2 separate regions of the Bombyx mori genome follow, and region 2 is linked to region 1. A link is a contact called in public Hi-C data. All regions are on one chromosome and are shown on one strand. Each heading gives the region's core, a stretch centred on a gene start, on an enhancer-like site or on the middle of the called end of the contact. The rest is flanking DNA. Distances are from core to core; before and after follow the strand shown.

The links. A called contact is a pair of places that touch in the nucleus more often than the background predicts.
Region 2: a contact with region 1 is called in a Hi-C map of whole pupa, with 2.2 times the contacts expected there. The contact joins two enhancer-like sites. A contact is called at or near these places in 2 of 7 Hi-C or Micro-C datasets (midgut and whole pupa).

The regions. Positions count from the first base shown.
Region 1 is chr26:9,975,001-9,980,740 of ASM3026992v2, reverse strand. The region is part of intron 1 of LOC101736219 (C-terminal-binding protein); the gene reads right to left. Among protein-coding and RNA genes, the nearest start is that of LOC101736219, 16 kb to the right of the region's middle. Within about 2 kb of position 3,965, at least 5 of the 8 cell types and tissues checked have open chromatin away from gene starts, as enhancers often do.
Region 2 is chr26:10,035,117-10,040,189 of ASM3026992v2, reverse strand. It overlaps LOC101736219 (C-terminal-binding protein), which reads right to left. Exons shown (of 14, transcript XM_062676354.1): 3 at 2,687-2,733. Among protein-coding and RNA genes, the nearest start is that of LOC101736219, 75 kb to the right of the region's middle. Within about 2 kb of position 1,924, at least 8 of the 8 cell types and tissues checked have open chromatin away from gene starts, as enhancers often do.

The DNA.
Region 1 (5,740 bases), core at 2,716-5,215:
CGAAGGTATGCCGTGAACGAAAAACTTTCTTTTGAGGTTGTTCCTGGGAGGTAGGTATTGGCGGATTGTTTCTCAGAATATAACTTGAAAACTCCTCAAAGGAACTTCGTTACAACTTTTGCAAATTTTAAAATGATTTCAACTTTGGTGATTATACGATTCAACAATTATAAGACAAGTACAATTGAAAATGCAATTTCGAAAAGGGCACATCTCTGAAAATGTAAAATGTTCAGGCCATGAAAAAAACTGATTATTTTCTAAAGTATTGTAAAATTTAAAATATTAACTTTTAGAGATATATTTTAGTGTTAATTAGCAATAGAAAATGACTGGAACTATTATAAAATGGGTGTAGCCAAGTCTCAAAACTACATGTATATGAAAAAACGTATTTGACAAAATATGCGACATGTGCCCTTTTCGAAATAGCATATTCAATTATACAACGAGTATTATCTCGTCGAAGCATCTATCAAAACGGCTTAAATTATTACCAGAAATTTCCATGACAAAGACACAATTGATGTGAATAAAACGCTTCGAAATGGAAGCGAAGCCTGACCGACAATTTCCGATACAAAACGAAATCCAATTAGCCATTCCATCCCGCCGGCTTTCATTAAGCGGCCGAACGAGTCGGGCCGATAAAAAACATACGTTCGCGAAAAACGGCTCACCAAAGACACGTCATTAAACACGATTTAATGTCCAGCATGCGGGCGTAAGCCGTGGTTTAATTACGCAAGAGTACGCGATAAACTACACGTATAGATACTAAGGGAACGCCTAATGGCAACAAGCTGTGACTTAATGAAGAATATATAAATGAAATTTCCAACATTATAAATTACTAGCCGTACTCGCCCGCTTCGCTGGACATTTAAAATTAACATTGTTATTTAATTTTATTGTCATTATTATTAGGGAGTCCAACACTCATATACATATAGCCTATCCATTAAGTACATTTATTTTCTACATGGATACCAAGTTTGAAGTCAATCGGATGCATGGTTTGGTAGTTATAACGGAACATCCGTAAAAACCACTGTAGATTTATTTATTAGTACAGATTGATACACGTGTTATTGTATTAAGTTTATTTAATTCATTACGCTTATGTAAGGCTTTGAAAACATCGATTTAAGTTTCGAAAAAGGCATACAAGTTATGGGTTCAAGATCAAGCGGTTTTTTTATTTTATTTTTTTCTTCCTATGCTGATAGCCTTGAGAGGCTATTTCAGCTTCACCCGAACGTGCGTAGGTGAGCTCACGGGGCTCAAATCGGAGAGTTGCTAAGACTGACCCTAGCAAGAGCAGTGCTTCACAGAATCTACCACCGGATCGGAAACGAGACCCACTGAGAAGATCCGGCGAGAAACTCAGTGTGCTGTGTCTATGGGTTAATTTGCTCGTCGAGCCCTTCGTCGCAAGCGACGGGTTCGACGAGGACGGTGACCGGTGCTTGTGGTACCTAAAAGCACCGTTAAGGGATCGGGAGGATCCGTAATGACGTGCTTTGGGCGACGTCGACTGTTTACCATTCGGTCTACAGGATCGGGTATAATCAAGCGACAAGTACGTCTCTTAATCACCATCCCGGTTGTACAATCAGGAATCATTTAACCGTATTTCATGTGTCTAAAAAGTCTACAAAAAAAAAAAACATTAAAATCTCCGTGCGATCGGTTGCCTCATACCTTGCCAGCCTTCGATCTTGTATCGAAAACACTGAAACAAAAGTACAGCACTAGTTTCGAACATTGTACATTAACGTCGTTCGTACGGCCAATACGTGTTGTACGTAACACTAGTTCGAAGGTAAATAATATCGAAACAGAACAACAACTATCGCACAACTAAAACAACAACTTGCTCGTAACTATGTACAAACTAGACTCGTTAGCGGATGATACACGCGAGTGCTCACACGATTAGAAAAGATGAAACATTATTCTAAGTTAATTTTAAAGTTGTGATCCTATAGGGTCATTTGCTGTATTACAAATGACTCTTTTTTTCCCTACCTATGCTGTAGCCTTGAGAGGCTTTTTCAGCTTCTCCTTGACATGGAGTGTTGCTAATACTGGCCCTAGCAATGGCAGTGCTTCGCAGAATCTACCAGCGGATCGGAAACGCGACCCACTGAGAAGATCCGGCCAGAAACTCAGTGGGCTGAGTCTACGGGTTAATGTATCTCTATGGTAATGTCAGCTAAGCTGACCCGATCTTAATCAGGGCAATGAAACAAAATACACTTAAGGCATTTTGGTGTTTAGAACAAATTATTTATGAAATTTCAAAACACACAAAATACAAATATCCCATTAAAATGAGTCAAAACACTTCTCTTTTTGATGTTGGATAAAATAACTACAGACAAAACTCCAATTCTTTTTTAAACGATTGTTTAAAGTAAAACAAAAGAAAAAGAAGTCCTATTAACGTATAGCTTTAGTACGTTAATGGAAGTGGAAGATAACAAAACGAAAAAGAAAGAAAGAAAAGAAAAAAAAACCAATTTCAGCGTATATCGATAGGTCGCCGCTTTAGGAGAACGGATGCACATCGATAACCTGAATAACCTCACCACTGAGAGCACTAGAGATCGAACAAAGCGATGGAAGAAATAGCTTCGGAGAATTCCCGTGTAAAAATGTGATTTCGACTCATCGTCCTCAAGATAATGTTTATTTTGTTTTGTTATTTCTATATGAATCCTTATAAGTATCAGGTATAGAAATATATACTTTGAATATGAAATGTAGCGAATGTTTTTTCATCTTCGTGTAAGTCTACAATATACGTAAGTACCTCTTTTCGGGATGGAGGGTTTGCTATTGGTCTGAAGTTAACGTCACTAATATGAACTAGAAGCGTCCAACAGGGCAAAGTGAAATTCACCACGGTGGGTTTCACCAAAACGTGACCAGATCCATCACGTTAGTTGACTGCTACGTACCTACCACAGATCGTGGCAATATACGCGCAATGGGTGGACGAGCTCGCAGCCCACCTGGTGTTAAGTGGTTACTGAAGCCCATAGATCTCTACAACCTCTCACCTTGAGATATAAGTTCTAAGGTCTCAGTATATACAGTTACAACGATTACCCCACCCTTCAAACCGAAACGCATTACTGCTTCACGGCAGAAATAGGCGAGGCGGCGGTACCTACGACCTACGACCACTTGAATTCGCGACGTAAAACAGTAGGTTACGTCTAAATTTCTTGAATTGTTGATATTAATTGACTAGTATCGCGTATGGCACTGTATGGCGCAATTAATAAAATTGACAAAGCGAATCACTTTATAGTTCGTTCAACAAACCATTAGTCCGAGACCGCAAATAACATATTTTAACAGAACCGACAAACATTTTAGCTTCTTTAAGATTGTCACGTACGAATCATATACGTTAATACGTATAACAAGCTTTACATCGTATTTCGGATTAGCTGAGTCCCACGATGTTATTATCGTACCGCGGGTGACGCCGCGGGGCGAAGCTAGTCTAAAAAAGTAGCCTAAGTTACTCCTTATATCATCAGCTACCTATCACTGAAAGTCTCGTTAAAATCGTTCCAGCCGTTCCAGAGATTAGCCGGAACAAACAGCCAGACAGACAAAAAATATGTACCGTGTAAATAGTTTTTTTTTATTGCCCTTGCAGGCAGACGAGCATACGGCCCACCTGATGGTGATTGGTTACCGTCGCCCATGGACTTCAGCAATGCCAGGGGCAGAGCCAAGCCGATGCCTACCGCTATTACTTCAACATTACAAAGAGACACTCCAATTTTATTTATATGTATAGATGAAAAACAATGTACCTACCTCCCCACATCTACGCTATCGCGTGGGAAATAAATTGAGACATAAATCCAACATTATGTTCGCGCCGCGTTCGCAATAAACGCGCCGCGTCACAATACTACGGAACATACACCACCACATCTTTGCTGCGAATAAAATATAATACATTGTAAGGCACCTAAACACGTGCGGCACAATGTACGCGAATGCACGTTTTCAATTGTCAACAGAGTTTATTTTTCATTTGCGATAATTTATAGATGCTTCGATATTATCAATAGAACTGTTTACTTATTGTATATTTGTAGTCATCGTGGCCTAAAGGATAAAACGTCCGGTGCATTCGTATCGAGCGATGCCACGGTGTTCGAATCCCGCAGGCGGGTACCAATTTTTCTAATGAAATACGTATTTAACAAATGTTCACGATTGACTTCCACGGTGAAGGAATAACATCGTGTAATAAAAATCAAACCCAAAAAAACAAAATTTTACGCTCGAAAAGTAAAGAAGGTTTATTATAATTTTAGTTCTAGTAATTAAGTAAGCTTATAGTAGTAGTAGCTTATTCTAGTAATTAAGTAATTCTTCTAGTTCTAGTAATTAAGAATAAACTAAGGACTACTAATAGAGGAATATAGGAGAATTGAATGTGACCTCGTTAATTAAATGGGAGAAGGCATTTTTGATGATTGATGGTAATTTACCTGCTCCTTAAAAGTTTGCTATATATTGCTAGTCCCTATTTCACAACAATTCATAATGACCATAAATGTGCGTATGTATTATGTTATCGTTTACAAAACATAATAACCACAAATAAATCACACCAAAAATATAGCGTCCAATTATAGTATATTTATGCGTACAAAACGTTTCGTAATAATATAATTAGATTATTTTGATTACGCAATTACTATCTTGGTTATTTTTATTTAAATCATAACAGTATTTTATTTTAAATTTGAAACAAACTACTTTCATTGAAGACTATGCTTATAATAAATAAATACGGCGATGAAGTAATATCATTGTTGAATAACAAAACCTGTATATGCCTTTAAAAGTCACCTCTAGACGCATTCGTGCAATAGTAGACATGACGGAATAAAATTTTCATTACTACATAATTTGACCAATAATATTCTTGGTAGGGCAGCTGTTAGTCAAGTCTTCCAGACTGAGATCCCCATGAGCTCTCCAACACGTTCGGTGAAGCTAGTATAACCCCATGAGTTTACTAGCAGTATAAGTAGAAAAAAAATATAAATAATCTAAGTGTTTTTTTAGTGACAGTGACGATTAGTTAAAAAAATAAAATAAAAAAACATGAACCTCGCGCTCTGTAACCGGGGCATGGAAACAAGGTCATTACGCTTCTGTGTTCATTACGTCGCTGTTACTATGCTGTGCAGGTGTACACATATTGTAATATGTTTTATTGGTACATTTAATTGGTTTGTTATTGCATACGGTGTGTTTTCAAAACGACATATTACCGTCTCGAAATTTTACCACAAAAAACTATTTTTTAAGTCTGAAAATTTGTACTGCTTATGATAATTAATTATCTACAACTCCGAACGCTAGTGGACATGATAATTGTTCATCCCGATATTCATCACATGCTTTTGAGTCTTCCTCAAGGCCCAGGCTCATAGTGGAGTGAAGCAATCATGTGTTACGGTATGAGACATACGAATGAGACTTCAAAATCTTGAGCCAATTCATTTACGGGCTTTGCAGTGCTAACTACTATAGGAGAAAACCTGAATCGCGTAAAATTCTCAAGATAAGCTTCCCTTTTTAAAAGCTCCGAATAACGTTTGGATTCTCGGTATTCCGAGCAAATTCACACGCTCGATGGAAGATCTTCCCTTCAGCGTTTTCCTGTACACCTATGAAGGTTGTGGGTAAA
Region 2 (5,073 bases), core at 675-3,174, 61 kb before region 1:
CAATTAGTATAGGCTAGGTTGCTTGAGTGTATGATATAGTTTGTATTAATTCATTTCCAATAAATTGTATAATATAGATAAAGTATGTGTATTAAACCTCACACAGAGCGAACGGGTCAGTCAGGTGAACTAGATCAATCCCACGAGGGTTTCCAGCTAACGAACGCACGTGTGCTCATTCGAGCTGTTAACTAGATAACGATTCGATGGAAAAGGGGTTATATTGTGTCTCTTCATTCGTATCGAACTGATATAAATAATGTTGGTAGGTACTCCTTAGAATTCCTGCGTTATATCAGGCGAACTTACGAACTAAGTTTCGGGATCCACATTTCGGATTTTAAGCCATGAAATTATTACTAAAACCTTGATATAAATTTTGTGGAATTGAAGCTGAAAGTAGCTTTAATTTTTTTCCAATTGCAGCCCTAACCAAGCCGAAAGCATCCACGGCTTCTTTATCGAAGTTGAGTAGGTATACCCAATTACATAACTTGCCCCATATAGACCGCTATTCAGGCAAAACTTCGATGGCGAATTTATTGATAGTTCCGTTCCAATAGATTGAAAATTGAAAAAGATTAAGCTTTTTAAAGCCCCTTTGAACACGATTACAAATAAAGTTAAACATAACGAATAATTCGTATACCAATGATTCCTAAAATGTATAACTACACGATATTATTTTACAGCTAAGCAATTATCTCAAGTTACTAAATCGGAAACTATTATTACTAGAGTGCAGTTTCCACAAGCGGCTTAAATCGTCAAAAGGCAATCCTCTAGTTCGTTATTTTGGGTATCAAAATTGGATAACAACTCGTTTTGAAATATTTCATAGAAACGATTTAAAATTACATCAAGGAGTTACATTCAATATCACGAGTCACACACAATAAAACACTACATATGTATAATAAAATATTATTATCAATGAGAGTAGATTATTTCTTATCTGTTACGTTCACAAAATACCATAAAAGACGCGTCACGGTTAAAGACCTCCCGTTTCCAAGCATTATTATAGTCTTTTCAAACTATACAATGTTCCGCTTTTTTTACATATCTCATGCTTTTGAGTCTCCTTTCTTCTTCTTCTTCCTAGCGTTTTCCCTGTCTAGTGCCATGGTCCGCTTTCCTAATTAACCTCCTCCACTTTGCCTGGCGCCGACATCTTTTAACTCACCTTTCATTATTGAATAATGCTATACTTTAACACTAGTTAATTCCACGACTCGCAGCGACTTTTGCTTTACTATTTATTAAAGTATGTATTGTAGTACCTACACATACATTTGTTCGCGCTCCGCCTATCTTATCTACCTTTTGGTTATATGCATTCGATTTCATAACATATAGTTATACTATACGGACGAGATACGAGGGAAAAGATCGAACATGAACAAGGAAGATATCGACATACATCAATGTATCGCAAAATTTACAACCTATCCATGATATTCTAGATCCCATAGTCAATTTACAAAAGCATACTTATTTTAATTTGATGTTTTCGACTAGCTATGTTGATCTTTACGATAGATACCTTGATCAAAGACATAACTATTTCCGAAAGTCCAATTTAGATACAGTTCAGATGTTTTTTTTTTATTGCTTAGATGGGTGGACGAGCTCACAGCCCACCTGGTGTTAAGTGGTTACTCTAGCCCATAGACAATTACAACGTAAATGCGCCACCCACCTTGAGATATAAGTTTTAAGGTCTCAAGTATAGTTATATATCTAGATGTATTTTCAATAGAAATTATAAAGCGAAAAATACCGGTTTGAGACGAGAGTGCGTTGACCTCTCGTTGAATTTTCGGTGGCTAAACTTTTTTTTGTCGAACACAAACGACGCGACGGGAGAGAGCGCGGAAACGAGCCAAACAAAACCAACGTCGATGCGACACAGCAACGCGACCGACCGCGAATCACAAAGGCACGTAGAGTAAGTATAATACGAAAGGCCGAAACGAATGCCCCTATACAACAACGCGGCGCGGCGCTCGTTACGATTCAACCGAAATAAGCCCAATTTTTTCCCTTGAATTTTTTCGTTTCCTGTGTCGAGTCGAGTACACACACACGTCAATTTGGGTATTTTCAAACGTGATCGAGTCATTCGTTTATAGTTGAATACCTGTGTCACGTTCGTCGGCATGCTCCAATGCATACAATTTAGGTAAATAAATAGCGCACGCTATGCAGTCGTAATAAAGTCGAAAGTCGTAATAACAGAAGAGTTATTACTATAAGATTTCAACTAAAAATTCTTTTAATTTAACTCCTAAAATCAGACACAGATCGCACAATTAACCAGAAGATATTTGTAGACAGCGGTTTGGCTCTGTCCCTGGCATTGCAGAAGTCCATGGGCGACGGTAACCACTCACCATCAGGTGGGCCGTATGCTCGTCTGCTTACAAGGGCAATAAAAAATAAAAAAAAGATAGTTACGCTACTTTCCTCTTCGACTTCCTCATCCCTAGTAGTAACATATCCCGATAGGATACAAAGATACATTATGACGTAAGAGAAACGGCGGTTCGTATAACCGTAGCCTAAATCAAACTACAATATTGTGGACCGCAGTGTCGATCACACTTGTTACGAAAATGACAATAAGGAGAATCGCTCGAACACACGAACCATAGAAAGCTGAACAATAAAATTAACTTCTCACCGTCAGACAGCTCGGTAGCCTTATAGGTGGGCCGTATGCTCGTCTGCCTAAAAAGGCAATAAAAAAAATAAAAAAATTTTTATCTCGGACGTGAATGCCGTCACTTAAGAGACAACGCAACTGTATAGTTTTCCCGCGGTACGCGAACTGACCGTGTGCCATTTCGTTGGAATCGGTTTTTTTATTCATTGCGGGGAGTACTGTTACGCTGTCGTCCGCAAAGATTCGAATGCTTGCTCAGCTTACGACCGGGCGTAAACAGTTATAGCCTTATCGGCTGCTGGCCAGTTTTAGGGCTGTGAGTTGCGGTCAGTCTCTCAATGTGGGTCAAGCTAATTCTCAATATTTATAGGAGGTCCGGCATTTTTAAAACTAACAAGTGCGGACAGTATCCTTTTTTTTTATTGCTTAGATGGTTGGACGAGCTTACAGCCCACCTGGTGTTAAGTGGTTACTGGAGCCTATAGACATCTTCAACGTAAATGCGCCACCTACCTTGAGATATAAGTTCTAAGGTCTCAGTATAGTTACAACGGCTACACCACCCTTCAAACCGAAACGCATTACTGCTTCACGGCAGAAATAGGCGAGGTGGTGGTACCTACCCGTGCGGACTCACAAGAAGTCCTACCACCCGTATTCACGAGAGGTCTGATTTCTTGTAATGGATTGACGTTATAAGACAGTAAGATTGTCTTATCATTCATCCTGATGCCTCAAATGTATCCACACATTTTCATCACTTACTTGAATATACACAGATGATTGAGGTAACTTACCTGAAACGAAATAAAATATAACATTAATTTTCAAAATTAAACTGTACTTACTAAAAATAAACTAACATTATAAAGCTGAAGAGTTTGTTTGTTTGAACGCGCTAATCTCAGGAACTACTGGTTCGATTTGAAAAATCATTTCAGTGTTAGATAGCTAATTTATCAAGGAACGCTATATATATAGGCTATATAACATTACGCTAAGACAAATACAAGCGGAGCACTAATAAAGAATGTTTCAAAATCGGGTTATGCCAAAGTAACTATTCCACGCGGACGAAGTCGCGAGCCAAAGCTAGTAAACACATAAAACGAAGTGACTGATGTTAGACAGTTGACCTACATTATCTTTCGGACTGATTGAGGAATATTAATATTTTAACTCTATTCTATTCTATCTAACTCGATTTCTAATCTACAAAAATATCATTGTGTGTTTCAAACGGTTAGCTTTTCCAATTTTAATTAAGTACTATTGTTATAGAGGTAGTTTTATGATCTCTTATTAATATTATATTTTTACAGGTACTTCAGTGGAAACATTTTCAATTTAATTACTTCTACAAATAAAACCAAATTACGTTTTGTGATTGATAGTATTAGAAACAAAAATTGACTTGTTTTTCAACTCAAAACCCTAGTCACACATGTACACTGTATATAAATCGAGCAAGCTAAGCGGAAGCGGTTTGTCTTTAAATTATATTGTCGCTTCGAAATACGCCGACAGCGCGTATTCATACGATAAATAGCACACAGCGTTTCGCTTGCGTCGCGCTACGATTCGTGGAACGTACCGAGCGTGTGTGTGTGTGTACGTTTGCATTTTTTTTTTATGTATACGTACACACACCGGTTCACTTTAAAATCGGTGCCTCCAATGAACACTAACTCTAACTCCAAATTCGTAGGTTTACAGGAGGAGTGTTTAAACGAAAAAAGTTGATAAATATATCTGCAATAATACAAGATTTTATGGTTTTTTCTTGTGTAACTAGTTGATTTACTCTTGCTTTGAACCCCATTAATAATGAATTTGTAATAATTTTAAAATAGTGAAGCGATTTGCGTGAAAAACGAAAATTTAAAAATTTTGAGTTACGAGTAGTAGTGTTCATTGGAGGCATCGAACTACTGTTATTATTATGCAGTGCTCGATAGCGTCCCGGTGGCAGATATGAGTTTTTGTGAAAAAAAAAATTAGACCTACCTGACTTTGCTTTTTGTGACTCACGACTTAAATAAAAGACAAACGAATTGAACGATATATTTTTCCTACTTAGCTATCTATGGTCGGGCGTATTATGTATGACCAAATTACATAATTCTGCCGCGAAATTTGTATGGGTTTCTGTTTGAAAAGGGCCTATAAGACAGTCACTATTACAATAACGAGCGTAGGATTTATCATTCCACATTTATTTTATGATACGTAACACTAAGTGGAATGTGAGCACGACGGATACCACGCACCTTGACACATAAAATCGAAATCATAAGTGTATTGAATTGAGGTCGTCGAACTATGATTATTTCGCGGTAATACTGAAAATGGTATCTGAAAATGGATGGTACCTACCCGTGCGGGCTCGGATATTATCAGCGTAC